Linked DNA regions of Gasterosteus aculeatus: region 2 is linked to region 1. A link is a contact called in public Hi-C data. All regions are on one chromosome and are shown on one strand. The core of a region is the stretch at or near the end of the contact, and the rest is flanking DNA. Distances in the headings are between cores, read along the strand shown.

Region 1 (4,659 bases), core at 1,476-3,975:
TTATTACATTTTTCTGCCAGTATGCACAGGCACAAGTCAATTTTTTTCCACATACAAAACACTGGGCAATATTTCCGTTTTCCAACAAAGCCTTTAAATGAGTCATCACTATTGAAAACCTACTAGTGAAACATCCCTGAGATATTTATTACCTGTTACAGACTTGAGAGAGTTGGTGCTTGTATGGCAAGTAAAGAGAAGGTATTGCTTTTATAAAAATTCAGAAACACAATACAAAAAAAATACATATAATATATATATATATATATATATATATATATATATATATATATATATATATATTATATGTAGTTGTATTATATGTAGCCATACAAGGGCCAACTCTCTCTCATTGTATATTATATATATATATATATATATATATATATATATATATATTTATTAGCAGATTTGTGTTTAAAAGGCAATGATGTCATTAAAAGATGTAGGTCTTAATAGGCCAGTCAGAAAGAAGAACTTGCAGCTTTCTATCTGGTTTTCTTAGTAATGTATAGCCCTATAAATCTGATTCTTGATTGAATCCATGTTTGTTAATCAGATAATCAAGTAGTTTCTCGCATCTCACAAATCTCACATGCAGCATTACTATGAATTCAGATTTTCTTTAAAAAAAATCAGTAGAATGTCCTTGTAATTATCAATTTAGACGGTTCAAACGCGTATCACGATATCTCTATATAAGATTTCTCCACAATATGATTCCATTGAAAGATGATACATTATTGGAATTGAGTTGTTGCCCAGCAATAACCCCCCCACATGTGATTAGTGAACTGTTAGTTGCGTTCATATCATATGAACCCCAGTGCCCATGATTAAGCTTCTCAGCCTAGTGGTGTACTGTATGTGCCATGATTTATTTATATGTGAATGGAATTCAATTTTCATTATGACCTGAAGAAGATCCAAGTATGATCCAAACATTGTCTTCCAACTCCAATGTATGGCAGAACACTATACGTTCCAACAATTCTATGACCAAATCAATCATGTTCACTTCAAGTATGTATAAGGCAGAGCACTGGGACACTGTTTTGTGTTTTGTCTTGTCCACTCAAACCAAGGGCTCCCAGTCCAGTGTTAGGAACAGAATTGAAAGGGATAGATTAGAGTGTGTTGGGGGGGGCTCCGATGTAGCCATGCCTCATAAAAACACCATTCAGTTAAATGAGGTGAACTCACAAAGCTGGTCGCTGGAGTTGGTGTGGTGTGGCTGTGTGTGTGTGTGTGTGTGTGTGTGTGCGCGCGCTGGGTAATCTGCGTAACGAATACAACCAATGCCATCTGTTTAACCTCCGTGCTCTTTGGTGGCAGGCCCTAAAATGAATGTGTGTGTGTGTGTGTGTGTGTGTGTGTGTGTGGAACCCCACAGAGTGCTCACAGGAGTGTGGAGGTCCCATTTCCATAGATGATAGACTTTTGAAAGGAGGTGAAGGGGCTTGCCGTGGTGCAGATAAAGACAAACACACACACAAGCAATTTGGTGGAGTCCATGGGCCGTAACGGACAACAGCATTTCAGGTGCATCCACTCATTCGTGTTTTTTTGCAGCTCTGAGCTCCCTAGTGACCACCAGTCAGCAGCCTTGGCCTGCACATTAAAGGTCTGGATCAACTGAGCCAGCAAAACATTACCAGGAAAGTCCTCCAAATAGACAAAGGCTTATATATTTCCAATTATTTTTTACCAAGATAAGGCTCAAACACAAAGCATTAAAGGCATTATTAAATCAAGTTAATTGGGGTCCTTCAGTAAACATAAATAACACCACAGACTAACTGGCTTGCAGGTGTCACATATGGATATGCAGAGGATGTATTGAACTGCAGGTAACTATAGCAACAATACTTGCCTCTGATTCTACCCCACCAATAAAATGACTAGTGAAACTTACATGGATATTGGAGCCGGATGAATACAATCATTAAATTATGTGAACAATAACCATCTTTAGAAATACCAGTCTCCTCCAAAAGGAGCCAGAGTTGTCAAAGAACTCTGACCATTTCTGTAACTTAACAAAACTGACTGCCGATACTCACACTCACTTCCTGCAGTGATAGGTCGGCCATGAAGGAATAAGAAAATGGCCCCGGTTTCAAGCTCGCACTGAAGCTCTAGCTTTTCATTAGTTTCAATCAAGAATGTGAACAACGGACTCTTGCACTGTGAAATCCTTCCAGTATATACCTATATTTTAACAATGTTTAGGAAGTCAATGGCTAACTATTAACTCCACCTTCCATTGTGGCCGTTTTACAAATCCAGAAGTACAGTTATAAGTTCAGTTTTTTCCTACTCTTAAAATACAACCAATCATACAGCCTAAATGGGTGCACACCAGCAGAGACGGACCGGGCTAAGTCTCTCCACATAATACAATTCATAGGAATTTCAGAGGAATGTTTTGTTTTTTAAAACCACTTTCATGACATAAAGCTATATGTTCATTGCACGCCACCAGAACTGAAGGAAAACTACAAAAACTAACATACATGGTAAAAGGACAAAATCATTTACCAAGATGAAGCAACGATGAAACTTCTTATCTCTCTGGTTAAATGGATCTTTATACATTGTATTATCTATGTTTGCTTGAATCGTCTTTTCTGTGGTTGTTCCACATAGGTCACCAGATGCACCTATGTCTAAATCAAGCATGAACTATGGTTCATGCTTGATTTAGACTTGAAACTCAGTCTACCAACACAGTGTGTGTGTGTGTTTGTGTTTCCTTACATAACACTGCTGTGTGTGCGTGCGTGCAGTGTGGGTGTGCAGATGAAATGACAGAAATGTGACAAGATGAAACCTTTTGGTCTCTTAACACCATCTCACATAGTAAGATACGCTTCCTTGGAAATCAATTATGTAAATATGGAATTATGCAAATTGTGCATTTGAATAAATCTGTGGGTTTGAGGGGAAAAGCATTTTGGTGTGGTTTTGTACTTTGAGTGAGGTTGGAGGGGGGGCAGAAACAGAGAGCAAGCAAGAGAAAGAACGAGAGAAGACAAAGACAGACAGAAACAGAGAGTGTCAAAATGAGGATTAGGCTGAAGAAGGTCACTGGCAGACAGTTTGCGCAGTTACACTCCTGATTTGGCTTTTTAATTAGAGAGAACCAGAGGAACAGACAAATAGAGGAAAATAAGAGCTAAATCACAGACCCCGTCATAACTATGGAAATAAGTACGGTAAGCATATTCATCACGTGTGCCAGGAATAAATGTCATTGATACAACTGAGTGCTTTCCCTACCGCTCTAGTTTGGTCGACGATGATCCTTAGTAGAACGCCAGAGTGCTTGTGTGGCTTTGCCCTCAAAAAGGCACACTGAACTTTGTTATGTTGCATTACTTTAAAAAATAAAGCTGACATGCTTTAAAAATGTGTTTTACTCATGACATAATCAGAGAACTTGGGGATACTTAAATACAGCGAAACACCGTTATCCCTTAAGTATTTACTTGATGCCTGAGCAACTTGAAAATCACAAAGCACCTCCTGTCTTCCAATATTAACTCTAACCCATCTGCATCAGACCTCAAATGCACTTTTGGTAGGACAGTGATCCAAACACATATCCATGAATCATATCGCCTGTGCCAGTTATGTGCACACAGGCGTGCACTAAAAAATACAGACACAAACATGTACGTGGCACAGAAAAGATTCCAGTGGCATGAATTGGTTAACTCGAGCTTAGTTTGCTCATTAAATGTGCGTTGTCGTCTCATCGGGGGCGGGTTAAATGAATTAACACTTCCCCATCAGCCGGCTTTCACACCGCAGACAGTCACACAGATAGATAAGAGACGGGAAAAAGGCGGAAGAAGAGAGACGTCGGGCAAACAAGAGGAATGGTTTCGTTTGGGGAAGATTTGAAAGGGTGCAGGAAATGAGAGAAGAAATGAAAAGGAGAGAAAGGGGGATGGAGAGAGATTGTCATTTGCCCCATCTCTCTCACTCAAATATCTTCACAGTTTGCCAAATAGAGAGAGAGAATAAAGTTTTATGTCCAACGATCTCTTCATACCGCCTTGTCCACTCTGGAGGAATTTCCTCGACCTTCAGACTCTGATTGGGTACAGCTATTCTAAGACCGCTTCAAATCCGAAACACGTGTCACTGACTGCCCTTTGTATTAGATTTCTTTTGTTTGAAATCTTAAAATTGAAAAACAAACAAATAAAGAAATTCAACAAAACAATATCCATAAAAATTGCAGCACTGCTACAACCAGCAGAAACAGTCTCATTAATGAATGCATTTCAGTAACCGTAAACTATTTTTTTTCAAAACAAGATATATATTTTACAAATAAGTTACATGACAACCTGCTTTTTTGTGTCTATATTTGCCATGAAACACGTGAAAACAATGTTCAGAATCTGAAACGTAATAGCGTCATATTGGACATAGAACCCCGTGACCCTTTTTTCTCGACTGAGATGAATAGAACCTTAAGCGTTCACGGTTCCAACATAAATCCTCATTCCAATCTGAGAACAAGCATCTGGGAAATATTACAGGTCCTCTAGTTGTGGGATATAAGTCTTTACTTCCCTACTACAAATGTCTCATTACTTCCCGCCTGCTCTCTGATGGGAGAGGTATTCCACTGCTACTCATTTG
Region 2 (4,617 bases), core at 1,091-3,590, 200 kb before region 1:
GGTGTGTAGTCTCATTTCAATAAGTCAAGTAATATTTACAGATACATCTCTGCTGCAACTCAACTGTAGCAGTGCACTGCTTCAGGAACCGCTTTCACTGCTCCTCCTGCTCTCGACGATTTACTTTCAAAAATAAGTAAAGTATGAAAGTGGAGTAGAATGTAGTTCTTTTTTTTGGACTCAGTATGCTTGTGTAATAATACATTCAGGGATCATATTTCTACCAGGCGTTAATGGTTCGAACATCCACCAACAAGTTCAATAATGGATTAATGCATTTGTATCTGTTCTAAAGAGGTTCATCAAGCATGATTGGAGATCAAACACTGTATTGATTTGAAGTCCAGACATCTAAATGTTTGTAGGACATTTTACAAATGAATTCTGGTGGAATTAGCGGTTTGGCGCAGGAGAGCTTGAAAAATAGACCAATTTATGCCGATATCAGCCAGTTTGCAAAGGTTTGCAAACTGGCTGATATCGGCCATATCTGAGCTGATATCGGAGCTATTCACCTCGAAATCACTGTTTGGTTGACATACGCAATGCATGAAAAGTGAGAATGAATCAATAAGGCAGTCTTGGTTTTGCCATCACTGGAAGCTTATTTGCAACACGTAGCTTGCACCTTCACACAACAGGAAAAGCCCGTGTTGTGTCCTTACCTGGCGATGCTCCAGTCGGGCTCGATCTTGAGGATGGTGGGATCGTCAGAGTAGTTGAACTTGACCTCCGGGTTCCTCAGCTCAGCAGAGTTGATATCCACCATGACCGGGGTGGTACCTGGGGTTTGTCCCGCCGGAGTCACACACACAATCTCCTTGTTGCCCCGCCTAGAAGAGCAGGAGATGAAGTTGGGAGGGCAGGAGAGATAGTTAGAGACATTACATTGAAATGTTGCTGATGGTTTAAGTATTTGGGAGCTGACTCTCTGACAGATGCACAGAATACAAATTTAGGTGAGCGCAGAAAAAAAGAAATTCTTAATCATCCCTAAAATAACTCCTGAATTATTTATCAGACGCGACAAAAAGGCGCACACACACACACACACACACACACACACACACAGACAGACAGACAGACAGAGGGGACGGTCGCCCAACCTCAAGGCCGACATCTTTCAGCGTGTCCAGCCGTGGTTTCATCAGCCCGAATCACAGAGTACTGTACTTCAAAGCGCTCCCTCTTTCTCTCTCTCGCCCCCTCCTCCTTTATGTCTCTGTCTGTCCTTCCCTCCTGTGCTTCCTCTGGCTGATCTGAAGATCTGAAGTGGCAGATCAGGCTGGTCGTCTCTCTCTGTCTGATGTAACTCCCTTCCTGGAAGACGGGCAGCTGTGACCTGCTGCTAAACTCTGCGCCCCGCTGCAGTGGCTCATTCCACCGTCCCCTACCCCCGTCAGGACGTGTGACATTTTGATCATGGGTAGAACAAGCTGATCCGTACACAAATCCTCCCCCGTCATCTGCTGTGAAAGCGAAATCAACAGAAAGAAAGAAGATGATGGAAAATATGACTTTTATCGCCGCAGCTTGGCGTGGGCTGGGATTGGGTACAGAGTGGAGAAAAGCAAAGACCGGGGGAACCGGGCGTTTTTTGGCCACACATCGCCGCTCTCTCCAAGAGGCGATTCTCGACAGCGTCCTCGAAAGGAAACAGGACTGAAGACGGAGTGCAGAAAGAAGGAAAATATGGAAAAAAATTGACATTCCACTAGTGCCACGTCTCCATGGCAACCATTCTCACAACACGGTCGCTGCTGAGAGCGCTTGTGGTGCCGCGTACGTATTTCTGACAAGGTTGCGGCCACACAAAAGAAAGCCAAGAGGGGACACGGAAAGAAAGAAAAGAGAAGGAAAGGAATGGGGTTGCAGGCGGAGATAAGAGGATGAGTGACTCGGGGTAAATAGGTTTTGATTGAAGTGGAGGCCCTGTTGAATACGAAGACACATTAAAAAAGATGGACTCAAACAGTTCATTACTTTGGCCATAAAGGTTATTGCTGCTCAGTGAATGAAAGGCCAAGACTATTATGTTCACCTTACTTGGGATGTGCTTCAGAGCTTTAAATTGGCCTTTACTTTCTTTTGATGATATATAAAGAACTTGATAGGTCCGAGCTCATTAGTTTAACCTGTCACTTGTTGCCTGGGAGTAGAGAACGACTATAATTAAAACACCGGTGTTATAAAGAAATGTGTTCTAAAAATAGAGACAAGAAAGGGAGAAACAAGAGAAACTGGACTAGTGCCTCAGCTACAACGGAAAAACGTAAACGTGTTCTTCCTGTTACCAATATTCACTTTCATCAGTCAAGCTTTTTCCTTTCGCTACAGTACAGTTAGGTGATTGTTTAGTAACTGACAATCTTTTCAGTTAGTTTCGTTTCTCTGCCATCTGCCAGCAACCATACATGAGTGGATTTAGTCCGGAGCTCAATTCTCTGTCACTTTGCCAGGAACTCAAAGAAACAATAGAGTCCTCAGCTCAAGGAATTAGAGTCATATCACATTGGATCTTTGTCTCCTCTTGAAATATAGGTTTAATCTCTTGCAGAGAGATTGGCAATGCAAGATAACAGCAGCAGACGGTAATAAAAACAAAGAATGAATAATAAATAAAATGTCATTCAAAGCTGGAAAAATTTGGATTTCTGATTAAAAGCTACCCCGTATTATTCTTTCAAAATTGTGGTCATATCTGGGCTTCATGTACCAATATATCAAACTGTGGGCCATGCACTTAAGTCATTCACACCACAACTGAACAATGATATCATCTTCCCAGAGAAGGCTACACTGTCATTCTCACAATTGCAGTGAATTACAGTACCATGGGTCATCTTCTTGCCGCTAGTATTTTTCAGACCTGCGGCAAATCAAAAGCAGCTAACAGAAAAAAGGCTATTTTTGTGACCTAAAATGATCTATAAGCCACAAAACAAACAAACATACTAGGGCTTGGTTTGGTACTCAAAACACCAAAATAGGGAGTATTGAAACCTTTAGGAAACTCAACGCTTCACCTCACATGAAGGATATCAAATGAAGAACCACAAAAGGTATCGAATGTACCCGATTTCATTCCTCTTTAAAGGCTGGCATTGGTGCTTATATTGTATATTGTCAAATAATATTCAGTCCTAATAAATAGCTCTATAAAACACTAAGACTGTATGGTGCAATACTTCTTACTATATATTCCAAACGCGCTGCGAATCAAACGCAAGCTAACAAAATGCATTGCGTTAAAAGCAATTTGTTTTCGCTCACCTCTCAAAGCGACAGGGGTGAAGTCCTATTTTCACAGACACAGCACTGCCTGCATTGAGATGACTGCCTTCAATTGTGATCCTTGTTCCTCCAGACAGCGGCCCAGTGGAAGGAAGGACTCGGGTAAAGTATGGGGACTACAGGGGGACACAGGCAGAGGACAGGTGGATGAATAAGAACTTCAGAGCTTTAACAGAAACTTCAAATATTGAAAACATCTGTCCTCGCTGTAACGTGGCAGCACTTACCACAAAAGTGAAGGCCTTGGAGGACACGGCTTTGTAGTCGGGGTGAATGCAGTCCCTAACGCACACTTCTACCTGAGCGTCCTGCACCCTGTAACCTGTTGCATCATTCAGACGGCACACAATCCTGAAAAGGGGAAACACAGCGGTGGAAAGATGAAAAAAAAAGCATACACGCCGGTTTTCTATACAGTTTTTGCTTATCAATGAGACGGCCAATTCAGATGATGGACGCTTGGCCAAACATGCACCCAACCAGCAAGAAATACCAACAGTTCTTAATGAACTGTTTCGAAACCTCAGTCATAAAAATAACAAAACGACACAGCGAATGTTGTATTAGAGGAAATCTACGGTGATATGACAGGGCGGAGTTTTCCGTGCGCGTGTTTATGTGTGTGTGTGTCTGCATCAGGGCACGAAATGGAACTATAAACCTCGCACTTGGCCCTGGGCGCTGGCCGGCCAAACGAAAATCCTCTGGAGAAATGGTTGAGCGGGGGTACGAGTGGCGGTGTGGCCCGCGGGGGGGAACACACACTCCAATGGAGACACACTTGACTGTTAATTAGCCAGAAAGAAACGAATGAGACAGAGAAAGGGCAATAGTGCAGAGAAGAGAGGGAGGAAGGGAAGGAGAGACACAGAGAGAGAGAGAGAGAGAGAGAGAGAGGGGGAGGGGGGGGTAAAGTGGGATAGGCTGATTAATTGAACAAGCTCATATCCTACACGACTCCTCAACTTCCCTCCCTCCCTCCCTCCCTGCGATGAGTTATTAACTCTCCTGCTTATATCCTCCCGCAGGTGACCATGGCAACTGCGGCGACAGTGAATTTCACATTCCGATGCCTTCTGTTTCCATTGTTTTTATTTCCCTTTTCATTCAATCCCACTATGACAGGGGCCGCCATTAAAATGCTGGACAGCTCTCAGTCGGAAACTGCGCTTCACTTTCCTCATTACTGCACGGATGGCAGGCGGCTACATTGAGCTGTTATTACCTGGTTAGAAAGACAGAAAGTGCAGGTGCATCTGTAGCGATGACAACATTATAAATTACGCCTTCCTAAATCAAATAACTGAGGTGGAATGTGACGGT

What was found. Hi-C and Micro-C count contacts between places; a contact is called where the count stands out from the background.
Region 2: a Hi-C map of skeletal muscle shows a contact between it and region 1, with 4 times the contacts expected there. The contact joins two enhancer-like sites. A contact is called at or near these places in 2 of 6 Hi-C or Micro-C datasets (both in skeletal muscle).

What each region holds. Positions count from the first base shown.
Region 1 is chr17:14,315,692-14,320,350 of fGasAcu3.hap1.1, reverse strand. The region is part of intron 4 of chchd6b (coiled-coil-helix-coiled-coil-helix domain containing 6b); the gene reads right to left. Among protein-coding and RNA genes, the nearest start is that of chchd6b, 12 kb to the right of the region's middle. Within about 2 kb of position 2,725, at least 1 of the 9 cell types and tissues checked has open chromatin away from gene starts, as enhancers often do.
Region 2 is chr17:14,518,329-14,522,945 of fGasAcu3.hap1.1, reverse strand. plxna1b (plexin A1b) reads right to left here. Exons shown (of 32, transcript XM_040203502.2): 14 at 3,522-3,645; 15 at 3,274-3,410; 16 at 666-833. Among protein-coding and RNA genes, the nearest start is that of LOC144388972, 43 kb to the left of the region's middle. Within about 2 kb of position 2,340, at least 3 of the 9 cell types and tissues checked have open chromatin away from gene starts, as enhancers often do.